Linked DNA regions of Oncorhynchus mykiss: region 1 is linked to region 2. A link is a contact called in public Hi-C data. All regions are on one chromosome and are shown on one strand. The core of a region is the stretch at or near the end of the contact, and the rest is flanking DNA. Distances in the headings are between cores, read along the strand shown. Region 1 holds the start of LOC110520535 (cytochrome c oxidase assembly factor 5). Region 2 holds the start of LOC118944715 (putative protein FAM47C).

Region 1 (6,164 bases), core at 508-3,007, 170 kb before region 2:
TTTTCCTAGCCACCGTGCTTCTACACCTGCATTGCTTGTTGTTTGGGGTTTTAGGCTGGGTTTCTGTACAGCCCTTTGAGATATCAACTGATGTAAGAAGGGCTTTATAAATACATTTGATTGATTAACCCTAAATGCGTTGTCGCTCTAGATAAGAGAGTATGCTAAATGAGTACATTTTTTGTATTAGTGTACATAGAAATCTGAACGACCATTTTACCTACATTCGTGAAGGAGTTTAAATAGATTTCATATAATTTCTTATGTAATAGTTGTATGTCCCCATTTCTATTAATATTGCTGTTAACTCAGGTCTGTATGAATGATACCGTGTAATTTTACTGTATTGTCAGTAAAAATAAAACTGGAATTAAATAAATCTAATGTAATTTAAACCAGCAGTTGTGTGCATTGAAGACTCCATAATGACACACTAAGCACATTCGCAAACACTTCATCTGTTCAATGACACATTTATTACACACAGTTGTTCAAAAACAGAGGCCCAATTTAGCAGTCTGTCAATCATCAGAACAGCCAAGGGGAGAGCCGACAGTCCTGCTTTAGAGTTCCTTGAAGTTCGCTCATTTCAAAACATGGAAACAGAAGAGCAGCCCAGCATTCTTCCACACACGTACAAGTGTCTATGCTTTGAATTGTGGTAGGCCTATTCACAGACTCACTCATCACTTCAGGAGGTAATAAGTCCAACATACCTATTTGAAGAGCATATATTTTCTCTACAGAACCACTTCAAATCAAGTGCTCAAGTGAAGTCAGCATAATAAAATACAACACCCATTTGGACCACTTTAAGTTAGTTTTGCTACTATTCACAATTAATCATTTCAATGCTGCGTGTTGCAGAGATTTTCAACTTTGGTCCATCAGTAGCCTTTCCTTCCCCTGAATCTGGACCGGTTATCTAACTGTAAAAATAGAGGGAAAGATCAGAAACAAGTCAGTTCCATACATAAGGATATTCCAAGTGTTGAATGAATGTCATTGATGTCAGTGATGACCCGTGATCTCACCATGGACCTCTTGCACTCGAAGAAGGAGGTCTGCAGTGCTTTACAGTGGCCCTCCTTCAGACACTGACTGGGCATCTTCCCCTCCTGCAGGAATGGACAACATGGAGTTAGTCAAACACGTTTGTACCAAGACTAGTGTTTTGATGTTATTGATCATTCTCACCGTTTACGTTGACCACACAACACATGCATCAATATCCAGAATGACCAGGTGTAGAAAGCGCTGCACTTTTCTTTTTATAATAGAAGTGTGGCTCAACCAACCAACAAGCCACAATTTACAATTTTAAGGTAGTCCTACGCTTTGAAATAAGGGATGTTATACAAGTAAAACTGTAAAGCATAATATTAGCTAGTAAACCATAACCTCAGATGAAAGGGAATATCATATTTTCCATAACGTTACCTTTACAACGCAGTCGTGTTGAAGGAGACATGCCCTGAAGTCCTCCCTGATTCCCGAGCAGGCCCTGCCATCCTCCTCTTTGTCCTCGTAGAATTTAGGCATTGTGCTGCACTTACATTTAAGACAATTACGCAAGAAATTTAGATTTGAAGAGTATATTTAACTACAGTATGTTACATGAACGTTGTAATGCAAGCCACCATATTTGATTCGCAAAGTATCCTGGGAATATAAAAATTGAACTACATGCATGCTGGGAGTGTTTGTAGTTTCAGCGAAATTAGATTTTTAACATGTACTTTTTCAAGTATACCGCTAGGTGCCACTCAAAGCTTATCTCTCAGCAGAACATCAAAAGGAAAACGATGGCAAGAATGATTCCATAGATCCTGCAGCAACCCCAACATGTTTATGCCATCTCTTGATGTATGTTGAACCTAGATGGTTGACTCTATAGGAATGTGTGGCTGATGGAAATGAGGCATTCTCCCATCAGAACTGAATTATGTGAAATAATGAAACCAAGGCAGAAAACAGATGGATGTGATTTGTATCAACCATTTTGATTTATTTCAATGATGTCCATGTAAAGCCATGTCAAAATTATCAGAGGCAGATATACTAACATAGTGATGAAGGCACACGACATGACCTGATGGGGAGAACAGAGAAGGTGGAAGCAGGCAGGGGTGGGGTGAGCCTGACTGTCTGTCTCTTACCTTTCATCTACCTCTGGGGTCTAGGCAAGCGACTCAATAATAGGCTTACCTCCATATTGCTTTTCTAAACGATCTTAGATAAGCGTGGATGAAGGGCACCAAAAAAAGGATGGAAGTAACCCCCTTCAAACTAGTGAGAAACACAGTTTGTGTTCCCCTCTGCTCAAGCCGTCCTCCACCTTAAGAAGAGGTTCATATCCTTCGCTAGAGCGTTGCAGATAGAAATGTAATGTATAGATCTGGCACGATTCCCATTTCTACACAGAGAATCATATCGGATCTACAGCATAGAGTTCTATCTGAAGGTTCTAATCCGTTGCGCTCTTTAAATAAAGGCCCAGGTGTGAGCGAGAGGGTCTGGTTTGACCAGGGGGCTCAGGGGAGGGGCCAGCTCCATTCAAAAAGTTTACCAATCAATCACACAATAAATAAAGGACATTTACAGACAAGCAAACCTGGTACAAAGTGGCCCGCTTTCGAAATCCACCCCTTGTCTTTATCCAACCTAAGAGTTTTTATTTAAAGATTTGGGTAGGCACCAGCTTGCCCTCTGACAGTATAGCTGGGATTTGTTCCTTATACTGTAGTTGTCCAACCCTACTAGACCAACATTAAGTGCTGTGATGTAGGGGCTGATTTAGAATTGGACGTGCGTGCATGCATGCACATCTTTGACATTTAAAATAGCACTCCAAATCAAACCGATCACAATCTTCTCTCACGTGGATGGAATTTTGATAGAAAAACGAAATCTTCATAAAATCTCTTATTGTATAAACATTTCTCATGAAAAAAAACACACATTTTGACCTATCCTGAAAATACCTATGCATTAAAGAGCAATGCAAATTGCTCTTTAATCAGAGTAGATAAGATGCGCCCCTAGGGGAGCGTGGCTGTCAGCATTACAGGAGGTTAATGGCACCTGAATTGGGGAGGATGGGCTCGTGGTAACGGCTGAAATGGAATGAGTGGAATGGTATCAAACATGGTTTCTATGTGTCACATGGTTTCTATGTGTTTGATGCCATTCCATTCGCTCTGTTCCAGACATTATTATGAGCCATCCTACCCCTCAGCAGCCTCCACTGGTACGAATGCATCCGTCTGCAACTAGATGGCACATAGAATAAATTTAACATCCTGTCTAACCACTGCCAGCAGTCTCCAATTGAATTGATTGGACAGAATCAGACATCACATGGGGTAGAACTCACTGATGATGTCAGAAGTGTAAAATGACAGAAGCAACGGGAGATGGTAAATGAAAGCCCAGCAACAGCAAAAAAACTAAAGAATGGAGCATTCAAAACTGTGAGTTGAAAACTCAGTGCAACGTTCGAAATAGCATTTGATCATAAGTTCAATATATAATTTCAATATAGTGAAGTCATCAAAATAAAATGTAATGAAGTGAATGAATCCCCCATTGCTGATGGTAAACATGAGTCACACTGTACACTTGGTGGTGAGTTATGGAGGAACCGTTACCCCTGTCATCTGTAAATCTTGTATCACGTGATCAAATCTCTTCAAAAGAGTCAACATCCTCTATTGTAGGGTAGAGGGAAGGGAGTGAATGAAGGGAAGTTCTGCTCCGGACTCATTATGGAGGAGCAGGACTTTAAGGCACATGGGTATGGATCTAGCACAACCTCAGCCAGGATCTCTGGCTTAAGGCCTGTTCTGATGTCAGCTCTCCTTCATTTTAACTTTGACCATCTGAGAAATGTTATACAAAAACTGACTCTGGAACAGCAGTTAGATTCAACCTCTATCTCAACCAACCAGCGGACAAGAACATGAAATACCAAGCAGCTCGTTTCGGGAACAAAAAGAACACATGCAATGCAAACACATCAACTACCGTGGCATGAATATTATTTTTCTTTGAACCTCTTGTACAAATGAAATATTTATTTGAAATAAATTAATTCACCTTCATACGTCGTCATTGTCGTTGTAATAAAAATAATAAAAATGGCACCTTAATTGGGGAGGACGGGCTCATGATAATGGCTGGGGTGGAATCAGTGGAATGGTATCAAATACATCAAACACATGGTTTCCAGGTGTTTGATGCCATTCCATTCGCTCCGTTCCGGCTATTATTATGAGCCGTCCTCCCCTCAGCAGCCTCCACTGGATGAAACTGCCCCAGACACAGATCTTAGGTAAGTTTCAGGTATTTTGCCCAGAATGGTTTGGGTTGAGACTTGAGCAAGGCAAGCTGATCCAAGATCTGCACCTATGGGTGACTTCTACCCAGGGCATAGTTTGGCAGACATGTCACTTTAAAAATGGGGAACCACATTTAGTTTCCGCTTCGTTTGTCATCGTCATTGTAATCCCCTTCAAAAGAAGGACGTGATAAAGGCAGTTATCTTCACCATAAGAAAGACTGACAACTTGTTTGTCTATTTATTACCTGCTGTTTACCTAAAACACACAACTCTGTGGAAAAGAACAAAAAGCAAGTCTTTGAGGCTGATGGAGCCATTCTTCAGTCACTTCAGTCACCAGCAGGGGGCTCCACTATGGCTCCAGTGAGTGCAATACCTCAGTGGAACAGATCAGAGAGGCTGAGAGGAAGAGCACATGGAGCAGAGAGCAGCATGTACAACACCAGCGTCCTGGTGACATCAGCCTCTCAGATCAGCTGAGGTGTGTCTCTCCGAGTCACAAGCCATCGGCGTTACCTCCACAGTCAGAGCTGGAAACGGATTTCTTCCGGACACACCAAATGACTTCTGATATTTTACATCTGCCTCTTTTTTGTACAGTAGTATTCACATTCACGCAAAAAGAGAGCGAGAGAGAGAGGAAAGGATAGGCAGAAATAGAGAGAAAGCAATCGAGTGACAGCGCCCTTAGAAACCCTGAGAGGAGCGGCTCTGGTGCGCTCTGATGATGTCACTGCTGGTTGCTAGGTGGCAGAAGGCCCCTGGGGTCAATCAATTTTAGGTGCGTCTGCGAGCACCCCGGGGCCGGGGGCCAGGATTGATGTGGCCCCCCGCTTTTTGTCAGCCTGCTCTCCTCTTTATATGAATCTACAGAGAGACACACAGACACGTCACACATAGCTCTCGTTATACAGGATAACATTCCGCTGGGTAGAATATAAACATGATATAAAATATTAAAGGACAGATGATGGCGTGTGATTGGCTGACCTCGCTGAGGATGGCCCAGACAGCTGAGTCTTGGACGACAGAGAGACGAAGCGCCACCACCGGGTTGAAGGAGGTGTCTACAGCCCCCTCAGCCACACCCTTCTCAAACTGACCTAGAGAGAGAGAGAGAGAGAGAGAGAGAGAGAGAGAGAGAGACAGAGAGAGAGAGAGAGAGAGAGAGAGAGAGAGAGAGAGCTGTGATTGAGGACCTTTGGACAGGCAGTTTGCACATTGTGTATCAGTCTGTGGCAGGTCACAATGAGAGTGGGTAATCTGATCAGGCTGTATGTGTTCTAAGGTAACGGGATACGAGGGTTGGTACAGGTCCACTCACCGACTCTGTAGAAGCGGTCATCAGTTCGCTTGTATTTCTCTTTGGACTTAGGTCCAGTTTCCTTCAGACACAGACACATGTTGTGGTTATGTTGGTAATGTTATGCACACACTAGGTAGGTAGAGAGCCTTGTTAACACTAACATACAGTATAATGCACACCACAGGAGGTTGGTGGCTCCTTAATTGGGAAGGACGGGCTCTTGGTAATGACTGGAGTGGAATGGTATCAAAGATATCAAACATAGCAACTATGCGTTTGATACCATTCTATTTACTCCATTCCAGCAATTATTATGAGCCGTCCTCCCCTCAGCAGCCTCCCGCCTCTGGTAGTGATATTGAATGGAGCAGGCTGTGCTCATGATCCTGTCAATACCCAATCAATAACTGACATAGACATTTTGAGTGATGATGGATCAATAAACCAATCAGAAACAAGTGCCCTGACTATTGACACATTATTGCACACTGTATCGTCCAAACGTTGTCTTTGTGT
Region 2 (6,563 bases), core at 2,852-5,351:
TCATTACTGTATATAGCCTCACTACTGTATATAACCTCACTACTGTATATAACCTTGCTGCTGTTATAGCCTCACTACTGTATATAACCTCACTACTGTATATAACCTCACTACTGTTATAGCCTCACTACTGTATATAACCTCACTACTGTATATAGCCTCGCTACTGTTAAGCCACACTACTGTATATAACCTCACTACTGTATATAACCTCACTACTGTATATAACCTCACTACTGTTATAGCCTCACTACTGTATATAACCTCTACTGTATATAACCTCACTACTGTATATAGCCTCGCTACTGTTAAGCCGCACTACTGTATATAACCTCACTACTGTATATAACCTCACTACTGTTATAGCCTCACTACTGTATATAACCTCACTACTGTATATAACCTCACTACTGTATATAACCTCACTACTGTTATAGCCTCACTACTGTATATAACCTCACTACTGTATATAGCCTCGCTACTGTTAAGCCACACTACTGTATATAACCTCACTACTGTATATAACCTCACTACTGTATATAACCTCACTACTGTTATAGCCTCACTACTGTATATAACCTCACTACTGTATATAACCTCACTACTGTATATAGCCTCGCTACTGTTAAGCCGCACTACTGTATATAACCTCACTACTGTATATAACCTCACTACTGTATATAACCTCACTACTGTATATAACCTCACTACTGTATATAACCTCACTACTGTATATAACCTCACTACTGTTATAGCCTCACTACTGTATATAGCCTCACTACTGTATATAACCTCACTACTGTATATAACCTCACTACTGTTATAGCCTCACTACTGTATATAACCTCGCTACTGTATATAGCCTCGCTACTGTTATAGCCTCACTACTGTATATAACCTCACTACTGTATATAACCTCACTACTGTATATAACCTCACTACTGTATATAACCTCACTACTGTTATAGCCTCACTACTGTATATAACCTCACTACTGTATATAACCTCAGTACTGTATATAACCTCAGTACTGTATATAACCTCAGTACTGTATATAACCTCAGTACTGTATATAACCTCACTACTGTATATAACCTCACTACTGTATATAACCTCACTACTGTATATAACCTCACTACTGTATATAACCTCACTACTGTATATAACCTCAGTACTGTATATAACCTCACTACTGTATATAACCTCACTACTGTATATAACCTCACTACTGTATATAACCTCACTACTGTTATAGCCTCACTACTGTATATAACCTCACTACTGTTATAGCCTCACTACTGTATATAACCTCAGTACTGTATATAACCTCACTACTGTATATAACCTCACTACTGTATATAACCTCACTACTGTATATAACCTCACTACTGTATATAACCTCACTACTGTATATAACCTCAGTACTGTATATAACCTCAGTACTGTATATAACCTCACTACTGTATATAACCTCACTACTGTATATAACCTCACTACTGTATATAACCTCACTACTGTATATAACCTCACTACTGTATATAACCTCACTACTGTATATAACCTCACTACTGTTAAGCCGCACTGTCTTTTTACTGTTGTTTTTATTTCTCTACTTACCTGTTGTTCACCTAATACCACTTGTAAGTAAGCATTTCACTGTAAGGTCAACCTCCACCTGTTGTATTCGGTGCACGTGACAAATAAACATTGATTTGACTATCCCGCAGGTGAAAAAGCCAGATGTGGAGGTCCTGGGCTGGCGTGGTTACACGTGGTCTGCGGTTGTGAGGCCAATTAGACGTACTGCCAAATTCTCTGAAACAACGTGGAGGCGTCTTATTGTCATTTAAGTAGGCAAGTCAGTTAAGAACAAATTCTTATTTACAATGACGGCCTACACCGGCCAAACCCGGACCTATTGTGCGCCGCCCTATGGGACTCCCAATCACGGCCGGTTGTGATACAGCGTGGATTCGAACCAGGTCGTCTCAAGCACTGAGATGCAGTGCCTTAGACCGCTGCACCACTCGGGAGCCCTAAAATGAACTAAACATTAAATTATCTGACAACAGCTCTGGTGGACATTCTTACACCTGTCAGGTGAGCGGATTGTCTTGGTAAAAGAGAAATGCTCACCTACAGGGATGTAAACAAATTTGAGAAATAAGCTTTTTGTGCTTATGGAACATTTCTGGGATCTTTTATATCAGCTCATGAAACCAACACTTTAAATGTTGCATTTATATTTGTGTTCAGTATAATATGACCACTCTATGGAAAGATGAGACTCTTCTGAGGGTAACCTAGTGCAGATTTAAAACATTAAAACAAGTCGTTCTGTGGGGGTTAAATATGTACCCCCCCCCCCAAAAAAAATGTTATTTCCACGGCTATAGTAGTACAGGCCAAATTCAATGTGTTTCTATGGGCTATAGTAGTACAGGCCAAATTCAATTTGTTTCTATGGGCTATAGTAGTACAGGCCAAATTCAATGTGTTTCTATGGGCTATAGTAGTACAGGCCAAATTCAATTTGTTTCTATGGGCTATAGTAGTACAGGCAAATTCAATGTGTTTCTATGGGCTATAGTAGTACAGGCAAATTCAATGTGTTTCTATGGGCTATAGTAGTACAGGCCAAATTCAATGTGTTTCTATGGGCTATAGTAGTACAGGCCAAATTCAATGTGTTTCTATGGGCTATAGTAGTACAGGCCAAATTCAATGTGTTTCTATGAGCTATAGTAGTACAGGCCAAATTCAATGTGTTTCTATGGGCTATAGTAGTACAGGCCAAATTCAATGTGTTTCTATGGGCTATAGTAGTACAGGCAAATTAAATGTGTTTCTATGGGCCATAGTAGTACAGGCCAAATTCAATGTGTTTCTATGGGCTATAGTAGTACAGGCCAAATTCAATGTGTTTCTATGGGCTATAGTAGTACAGGCCAAATTCAATGTGTTTCTATGGGCTATAGTAGTACAGGCCAAATTCAATGTTCAAAGTTATCAAATAATTTTTTTTATTTAAAAAAATGTATACCTACGTGGGTCCTAAAATTCTAAATCAAATAGCAAAAAAGTATCATGTATGACCATCTTAAAACAATTGAATATGTTAGTTTAGTAGAACCCCCTCTAACTCCAGCCTCTCCCTTTCTTTGTCAGCTCTGTTAGATATGATGTACTGTAACTAGCTAACAATGCTCTCCTCACTGACTCTAGCCTACTGTACTGAAAATCATTCAAGCAAGTAGGTTACTGGGGTCACGCTTGCAGGCCTTGCTGGAGTTGGTTACAGATATAGCCAGTCCCTTTTCTAACTAACCCTTCTCCTTGCTTCCTCCCTCCTCGATCTGAACACGAACACTTATTAGTGGTCGACCTGCATGGCGAGAACTGGCTGTGGCTGGACCACACTGTACATGTGTGAAACAGAACAACTATACGTATCCCCTATTTGATAAACAACCAAATGTAGCTGGCTAACAGAATGAATCATGTGTCGCAGCACCACACTCTGCACAAATTGTGTGTGCAGTGGGAAAACGTTACTTACATCGAAATCCTGTTACATAATTGCTCAACACTGAATCGACAACAAGAGGTGTGCACGAGTGTGCTACAAAGTGTCCACACACACTCTGCACAGTTCCCATTGTAAAAGCGGTAGTCACTTTGCTTACTCACCTTTCCTCTCTGACTGACTTGTCCTGAAACCAAGCAGCTAAATGTCGCTCTCGCAGGCTTCTAACCCGTCTAGGAAGCAGTGGAGTTATTCCTTATTTGGAGTTTGGTGTAACTGTCGTGGTCTTCCAAGTTTGACATCCTCTCGTGGTTCTTGCATGATTTTCGATCACCCTTTTATGTGTACTTTCCATTTTCAGCAGCCTGGCTGCTTTTTTCCCTCTCTTCGCTCTCCCTCTCAACTCCGCGGTTCCTCCCGTCACTGTTTACCGTCTTGAACCCTCCTCCCTGTCAGGTCAGTGAAAGCTCGCATTGCCGCTGGCTGGGGTTATCGTGCCACCCAGTGGCGAGTCAACAACACTACATTTGACGCAGCGCTGTGAAGGGACAAGTTCCATTTCATTGCTCATTTCCCTTAGCCCTTATCTCCTCGGTCTCCACAGCAGAGAAAAGTGGCGATTACTCAATTTAAACACCGGAGAAGGGGTCTAAAAATCTAAAGGAGATTTGGCCAAAGAGATTAGGGACGAACGGATGTGGTGGGCTACTATCGACCACCCACATATCCTCTCACGCACGCACGTCCTCATTGAATGGACTGTGTTTTTACTGTTACTTCATCCAGCCCATTGGTCCCCTAATACATGCACGCACACATACACTGAGAGTGGGAGAGAGAATTGAATTGAATTGAGAGAGCACAACGGAGAAAATGGTCTGGACTAGAGTGTAGACTGGTAAAACAGACAGTGTGTATAATCTATAGTGGGCCTATATTAGGACTCTGGTGAACAAAATATTGCGGGTAGACTAGGCCGAGTGTGACAAAAAAAGAGCACTTTTTTTTGTTCTCTTCTGTCTCGTGCTTTGATGCAGACTGGCCGCTGTGCCACCAGCCAGTGTCCTCAGAAAACCTGGCACGCGCACAGACCTACGCACAAATGACGGGCGGCGTACATGCAGAGAATACCGACACACCGGAGAGCTCGGATACTTCAGTCCAGTACAGGCTACTGCTTCTGGGTAAACCGTTATCTCAAAAGTCTCTGTAGGCTAGCTTCTGCCATTAGTGGGCCTATGACAGGTTCTAACACTTTTTGCCTATATGATATTATGCTGATTTAACATCTAAATTACCAGTTCAATTCCAATTTCGGCTGCAGTGATTTAATATAATGGGTGACGATTTCATCCCAAGCACGTCATCGCGTGCAATGCACGTTTGTTCGTTCATTCATAAACTAATTAACCCCGAAAATCCGTTAAAGATGCATGAAGTCAATACATCATATTTGATATTTCAAGTTTGTTCGATTGTCATATTTCGTCTAGCCTAATTCTAATTATGGATTCTCTGATGTATATATTTTTTTAAATACATTATATTTCTACTTTTGGTCTCGTTTCATTGTGCCTGTCACGTGCACAGATGTAGGCTACAGCCTGTTGCTATGGTTCCAGACAGCGGATGCAGAGGCTTGTCATAGCAGTCTTCCTATTGGTGGAAAGGGCAGCAGTAATAAGTGATGGACAAAGAATAATTAGCTATAAGACAACCTATTCAGAGAAAGCAAGAAAGGTGTGGGGGTCAGAAAGAAATAGGCTAGGGAGTCAGTCAGTCAAAGACAGGGAGAGGTGTAGGAGAGGGGGGCACAATGAGAGATCTCTCCATGTTGGCTAGGGAGTTAAGAGCAACAGTCTGAGCAGAAATGGAGCTAGGCCTATATAACTGGAATACACACACACACACACACACACACACACACACACACACATCTAAATAAGAAAAGTTGAGTGAGACAAATATAATTTTGGAAATATCTGAGAGATCACTAAGTATAAATCTATCTGGTTCATCATCAGATAGATAAAACATAAAGAATACCTTCCTAATATCCAGTTTGCCCACAGAACAGACTCAATTCGTCAGGGAAGGAACTCTACAAGGTGTCCAAAGCGTTCCACAGGGATGCTGGCCCATGTTGACTCCAATGCTTCTCACAGTTGTGTCAAGTTGGCTGGATGTCCTTTGGGTTGTGGACCATTCTTGATACACATGGGAAACTGTTGAGCATGAAAAACCCAGCAGGGATGCAGTTCTTGACACAAAGCCTGGCACCAACTACCATATCCTGTTTAAAAGCACTTACATTTTTTGTCTTGCCCATTCACCCTCTGAATGGTGCACATACACAATCAATCAAATCAATCAAAAAGGTTTAAAAATCATTATTTAACCTGTCTCCTCCCCTACATCTACACTGATGGAAGTGGATTTAAGAAGAATCATCAATAAGGGATCTTAGCTTTCAGCTGGTCTATGCCTATACCGCTCGTCCATATATGGATATATTCTTATTCCATACCTTTACTTAGATGTGTGTGTATTAGGTCGTTTTGGAATTGTTAGATTACTTGTTAGATATTACTGCATTGTCGGAACTAGAGGCACAAGCATTTTGCTACTACACTTGCACTAACATCTGCTAACCATGTGTATGTGACCAATAAAATGTGATTTGATTTGGTCAGTCTGTCATGGAAAGTTCCTAATGTTTTCTACACTCACTGTACAGATTCTACTTCAATAAACAAGGGGATAGACTCCTACATACAAATTGCAATATCAAAAAGACATTTATGAAACACATTTTGGTATGTAACTTTTGATAACCACATTAGACGATATTATAAATAATAATTTTGCAAAGACAGGAACATGAATGCTGGCCAGAAAAACAACAATTAAATGCTCTAGTTTTGGTATTTTTGTAAAAATGAATGGTCTGACACACACAGTGCACATAAAAAAGTGAAAGGTATCTCAAAATGTCCTTAAAAAGGCCATCCCATAGTGGAGTCATTAAACAAAAAAG

What was found. Hi-C and Micro-C count contacts between places; a contact is called where the count stands out from the background.
Region 1: a Hi-C map of liver shows a contact between it and region 2, with 5 times the contacts expected there. The contact joins the promoter of LOC110520535 here to the promoter of LOC118944715 in region 2. A contact is called at or near these places in 2 of 3 Hi-C or Micro-C datasets (blood and liver).

What each region holds. Positions count from the first base shown.
Region 1 is chr3:72,767,344-72,773,507 of USDA_OmykA_1.1, reverse strand. LOC110520535 (cytochrome c oxidase assembly factor 5) reads right to left here and starts at 1,757. Exons shown (of 3, transcript XM_021597926.2): 1 at 1,441-1,757; 2 at 1,035-1,118; 3 at 449-929. The coding sequence starts at 1,542. The coding sequence ends at 888. It overlaps LOC110504700 (alpha-1,3-mannosyl-glycoprotein 4-beta-N-acetylglucosaminyltransferase A), which reads right to left. Exons shown (of 16, transcript XM_036975100.1): 14 at 5,667-5,727; 15 at 5,333-5,445; 16 at 1,979-5,209. The coding sequence ends at 5,183.
Region 2 is chr3:72,603,521-72,610,083 of USDA_OmykA_1.1, reverse strand. LOC118944715 (putative protein FAM47C) reads right to left here and starts at 4,101. Exons shown (of 5, transcript XM_036965172.1): 1 at 3,691-4,101.